Linked DNA regions of Gasterosteus aculeatus: region 1 is linked to region 2. The links are chromatin contacts, called in public Hi-C maps. All regions are on one chromosome and are shown on one strand. The core of a region is the stretch at or near the end of the contact, and the rest is flanking DNA. Distances in the headings are between cores, read along the strand shown. Region 1 has its middle 10 kb from the start of LOC120828661. Region 2 holds the start of hic1 (hypermethylated in cancer 1).

What was found. Hi-C and Micro-C count contacts between places; a contact is called where the count stands out from the background.
Region 1: a Hi-C map of whole body shows a contact between it and region 2, with 8 times the contacts expected there. The contact joins the enhancer-like site here to the promoter of hic1 in region 2. A contact is called at or near these places in 6 of 6 Hi-C or Micro-C datasets (blood and trunk muscle, liver, skeletal muscle and 2 more).

Annotation. Positions count from the first base shown.
Region 1 is chr1:12,636,285-12,639,237 of fGasAcu3.hap1.1, reverse strand. No RefSeq gene overlaps it. Among protein-coding and RNA genes, the nearest start is that of LOC120828661, 10 kb to the left of the region's middle. Within about 2 kb of position 1,482, at least 2 of the 9 cell types and tissues checked have open chromatin away from gene starts, as enhancers often do.
Region 2 is chr1:12,557,389-12,560,288 of fGasAcu3.hap1.1, reverse strand. It overlaps hic1 (hypermethylated in cancer 1), which reads right to left and starts at 1,347. Exons shown (of 2, transcript XM_040176291.2): 1 at 1,137-1,347.

The DNA.
Region 1 (2,953 bases), core at 233-2,732, 79 kb before region 2:
TTTGTTGCATGTGAATGAGGATCTTAAGAGAGTTAATAAACGATGAGCTGCACTTGATGAAGTCCATACATTTCTAGATCATTTATTACATTTTGAGAAATTCAAATGTGTCAAAGATCCTCTAGGGAAAAAGATCAAGTTCGAATACAGCTGAAAATACTGACATGAAATGATATTCCCTTCACTGCGTGCAGGAAATAAATTAAATTGTACAGGGTATTGGATATAGGATAAATGAATAGCTATTCAAACGCCCTGAAGTAGGTCTGGTAGTTTTTGCGTCATAAAGAGAGCGATAGTGCTCCGTTATCTCTCTGTGTCTCTGAGCAAAGGGAAGCAGTGCTGCTTTTTGGCTTCTCTATCTGGCTGTGTGTGTTCACTTAACTCTGGTTGAATTTGGTTACCTGGGTTGTGGAGTTTGCTTCCATTCTGAATTGTGCTCACACTTCCTAGCGGTAGAGCAGACACACACACACACACCCACGTGCACACAGTCACAGACTTATACATATATCTACACTTTCATTGCATTTGTATCTGTGCATCCTACAACCAAAAAGTCCACTATGCTCTGTGAAGTAATTCACTGTCAAAGGAAAGGCACTGTGCTTCGGCTGAGACGCATTCTTGTCATTCACCCTTCTCTCTGTTCCAGAAGCAGTTATTGAATCTTGAATGGATGTGATTACGATCTCCTGGGCCTGATCAGACGGATGAGAAGTTGTGCGTGAACGCAAAGCCAGCTGTTATTGGGTCGTGGCTAGCCTTTAAAACAAAGCTTATCATCTCTGCATATTGGACTCTGGAAGTCTCTGGCTCATGGCACTGGCTTAAAACAATATAGCAATCTTTCACCTGTACACATGTATCACACAAGCAAACTGACAGCTGGGATAGCGGGGAAAAGCCCTGCAAGGATAAGAAGGGAGAAGAAAAAAATTGCGCAGGTGTTTTAAAGAGTGTGAGAATATGCGTTCACACGTTGTGTGAATTTGTATATTACTATTTACTATTACTAGTTATTTGTATTTTAGCTCACTCTATGTTGTTTGAACCAATAGCGTTTTCCATTGGTTTCAACATCTTCCCCAGTAGGAAATCAAGCTGTAACGTGCAGTCTATTTTCATCACAGCGATGACCATACGTTGGCCTACTTCAGAGTGGAAACGCACACATCAACACTCCTAAAAACAGACCATGTGTCACCTGGTGGTAAAGGTCGGAGGTAGAAAACCCCATTAGAAAAAGTGATGTGTTATTGGAGACGTCTGAAGTCAATTCTTGTAAAATGCCAGTTTAACTGAAATAAATGATCTTTAAGGGGGGGAAACTAATTCATGATAAAACAGATACACATAAAAATAGCAAAGGTGGTAAACATTTAGCATGTGACACATGTTGACTCCAGTACACAGCACACGTCCTTGGTGCACTCGGGGGGGATCAGAAATCGACGCGCGGCATCGTGACTCACTGCATCGAGGTAGACGGTGCGACGGGTGTCAGTGGGCAGGGGAGAAGAGACGGCAGCACATCGGCAGCTGTTGCCAGGGTTACCACCACTCGTCAGCACTGACGAAGACACACAGGAGAGATGCTCTTGCAAAGACAACGCCAGCATGCTTTCTTATGGGTGAAACATTGTTGATGAGATGTTTTTATTGTTTGAGGGTTTAACGTATGTACATTGGATATTTTACTGACTTACGATCTTTGAGTTTGACAGTTTTATATTGAGGGCTTTATTGTAAAACACAATTTACAATTACGCAACACGGCGTTTGGGTTCATCAGTTGTCAGCCTTTGTTGGGGAGAGTTAAGGTAAGGCGCTTGGTCTTGATCTTTTCACGGACAATAAGTAAAATATATCCAGCCTTGTCCTTTCGGTTGTGTATCATAATGACCCTTTCAAGTAGATAACGCATCCACTCACTGTATTTCAAACATTTTTTAAATGTGTGTGTGTGCCCCTACGTGTGGCGCGTGTGCATCTCATACTTCTCAGGGCAGCGCTTAGTATAACAGCTGGATTACCAGCTGAATGGGGCATAAACAACCGTGCCATTTGCGCTAACACTAAAGTGCCAGACCTGCTTGAGGACTTCTGTATACACACACCCATAAGTGTGTATAATTTATGGAAACTCACTTATGGTATGTTGATACTGAAGGTGATATATTACCAGCTCAACAGGCACTACTGCATAAACTATTGTTTTAATCCGGCCTGCTAAGGGTCACTGCCTCGTTAATGTCTGTCTATGTGACTCCGCATATTAAGGCCATTAGTTTATGAATAATGGTTGGTCCTCGGTGCCCGCGGCCACCTTCAAACAGACTCCTGTCTCCTGAAGCAGCTTTGGCTTAGTAGTGTGTGACACATGAAGGTGCAATATTACCGCTGATGGCTGACCTGCTTGTGGTTCAGTCTACTGAGAGAATGTCCTGTTAGGAGGGTATCATGACACATTGCATTGCATTAAGTGCTGTTCAGGAAGGACAAGAGAAACAGGGTAACCTTCTTCTGTCACACCACAACACGAGCATTCACTCAGTAGCCTTCATTTCGAAATGGTCACAATGAGAATGCTAAATTGGCCCATCGAGGAGAAGTGATTATATGTCCATTTTCTGAGAAAAGTTAGTCAGAACAAAGCACATTTTTTTCAGTGAAGACTGATACTTTCACCAGGATTAACTGTGCACACACCGCAAAAAGCATAAATGAACATCAAAAAGTTCCCCATGTGTTATCCTCAGGATGTTGTCTTTGGGGCTTTCGGCGAAATGTGTGTTTCTTTTTTGTTTTTGTGGCATTAAAATAGTTTGGGCCAAGCAGCCTTGTCAAGCAACTGGTTCCCTGCAAGACTTTGATATCAGAGATAAAGAGTCCTTCCTGTGTTGGTGACTTCTGCTTACAGCGAGTGCATGAACACAGACCCTCTCATTCA
Region 2 (2,900 bases), core at 98-2,597:
TCCTTGGGTCCGTCCTCCCACCCACTTTCCTCCCTCTCCTTCTTTCTGTGTGTCTCTGCCCCTCCTCTCCCCTCTTTCTCATCCTCTGCTATAAAAAAAAAATACTTCGGTTTCCTCCTATTTTTTTTTCGAGTAATTTCCTTTGCTATTTTTGAGTCGCAGCAATAATACGCACCGGGATGATAATGGAGCCTCTATGCGCCTTAAGTGTTTTAGCGCCCCGTGTGATGTCAGTCTATAATAAAACTAAAAAGGTAAAATCGAGGGCAGGAACTTCAACTGACCCCAACTTGAACTTCTCAACACATCGTCTTAAAGAGACAGGCAGCAATTGCCTACGCACGTATGTTGCGCGTTTATGAGAAAGAAGTCCACATTTGCTTTGGAGGTAACTTTAATAATGGAGGCACCTGGACCCACATCAAGCGTTGCTGGAGCGTTTCATGTTTCGGACCTTCAAGGAATTGGAACCCCCCCTCCAATATCTGCCATATCTAATATCATTGTGTCCCTGAGGCCAAAATAAATCCAAATCCTGCTGCTTTATTGTGTCATAGGGATAATCCATTCAAACGTATTAATTCATAGTAGGCCTACGCTTTTTAATTAAGTACAAAATAATACACCTGGTAAAAGAAGGCGTGTCTCACCTGCAGTCCTCCCCTGAGAAGAGTGTGACAGCCCGCCTATAGGCTGCAGCTTTTGGAAACGTTTTTTCACCACAAGGGTTTCGACTCATAACATAATGATGATCCTTCTTTCACTTTAAGCCCGCGTCCTTATGCCAAACATCTTCTCCACAAGACCATGTTGGTGTAGGATTTAAATATGGCAGGATTAAAAACAGAGAAATATCACATTAAAATGTTGCGCGAGTGACTGTAAATCTCAACTATCAGCGTGAGGCCGGACGCGCTCATCTGATCCAGATGCTGAAGCCTCGTCGCTGAGGGCAACATCAGGACTATCGGCTCCAAGCAGTGAGACATTCAAACGTGGATAAACTCAACATGATAGACTACTAAAGAAAAAGTGTCACTTACACGTCAGCCCAAATCACATCCCCCCCCCCCCCCCCCTCTCTCTCTCTCTCTCTCTCTCTCTCTCTCTCTCTCTCTGCCGTCTCTCGATCTTACCTCGGGCTCATGTCTGGAGCGCTGGCCGTATGTCTGCTCTCCTTCTCGGCATTCCCTCATTAGGACCTCCGCAGTATCCGCCGTGTCCCGCTCAGTCTCTCGAAAGGTCTATGGAGCACAATCTCGCCGCCCTCGGTGTCCCCCGCTTATTTCACCCTCTTCCGTGCCCTCGCTATCTCACGTGTTAACAAGACAGTCTGACACTTGTGACGATCCGGGGTCCGGTCGGACCAAAGCTGCCGGAGGAGAGTTTACGCGCACAGCGACACCCAATGGAGGAAGTTGGCAGTCGTAAGGCACAAGTTTACTCTGTGCTTTACTGTATGAAAAACACACAGTACATTAGAAAGTCTATGTTATATTGTTGCATTTTTTATTTTTAAGCTGTATGTTTTTTTGATTGCACTTTGCCTGTATGGGTCGATGTTTCATGCACTGCGTTTGTTAAGGGCCTGACAGGCAGTACTGACACTCAAGCGCAAAACGACAGCGGAGACCAGGTAGATACTTATTTAATAAAGGTTATACACGGGTGATCAGTCGGGCAAATGAGTCCAGCAGGGGTAATAATCAAAGGTCCATAATACAGGGGGGGTCTTGAAACCGACATCTTGATCCACAGAGTCCTCACAGCGAAGAACAACTACAATCTGACATGGCAACACGTTTATATGTGAGGAAACCCCTTGGGGCTAGAGACTTGATACAGGTGAGGGGATTGAGTGATCAGGAAAAAAACCACATGAGGCTAACGAGGGGCTACAGCATTGGAGTTGATGTGGAGGCTGATACGTATGTGTGTGTGTGTGTGTGTGTAATTGTAATTTGAACTCATCTGAACAGTTGAATAAGCGGTTAGATGTGATATTTCCCTCGATCACCATAAAAACTTTGTCTGTTAATGTCCCTTCATATCTTTTAAGAGCCACCCTCATGTGGGGTGATGTGTTGAAACGGATGACACTGCTCTTCACCATCGCGCCGGTCATTAAAAAGCACTAACCAGACTATTTATGTTTGTTTTGATCACAACAGCAGCTGACAATCTCGTAATGCATGTCTTCCTCTTGAAATGATCCGACTGCATGGATGCTGGTGTTTCATTGAAGTGATCCGAGCCACCCCGAGAGCCCGTTAGAGTGGAGGAAGGTATTGTCTCTCACTTCCATGTTCCCTCGATGAACTGTTGATAACCCCCCAGACAGAGGTAAGCAGAGCAGCGCGGGAGAATGGATTCATTCTATCAAGGATGTGACAGCGTGTTTCAATTCATAGTCCAAAATAGTTTTTTTCCACTTAAGGAAACACATAGTAATATCATCATGCTGCACGTTGATGTCTTTTTTGTTTTCATTTACACACCTTTGAAAACAAGACTGGCACTGCATTATTGTCAATTACTGCATTTTTATGCAACAATTATTTATCTAATTATTGTATTAGATGTAAAAGATTGCATTTAAGATATACAATGATTGCGCGTATTCAAAAATTGGCATTTTATAAAGATTTGCAGCTCAGTATGGAATAAAAGCCCCCAAATCTGTTAAATTGGACAACAACCCTTTGGGCCACATGTTGCTTATAGAAATACATAACAACACGAAGGGCTTTGAGGCTTGATAGCAAAACCAAGATACTGCTTATCACACACATAAGTGTGTTAACCATTGGTATGTAAAGTCAGTTTAATATAGTAGAGTTTCTTTATTTGAGAGGATTAAGGAGTTTTTTTTAAGTGTGATACTATAAAAACCTAATATT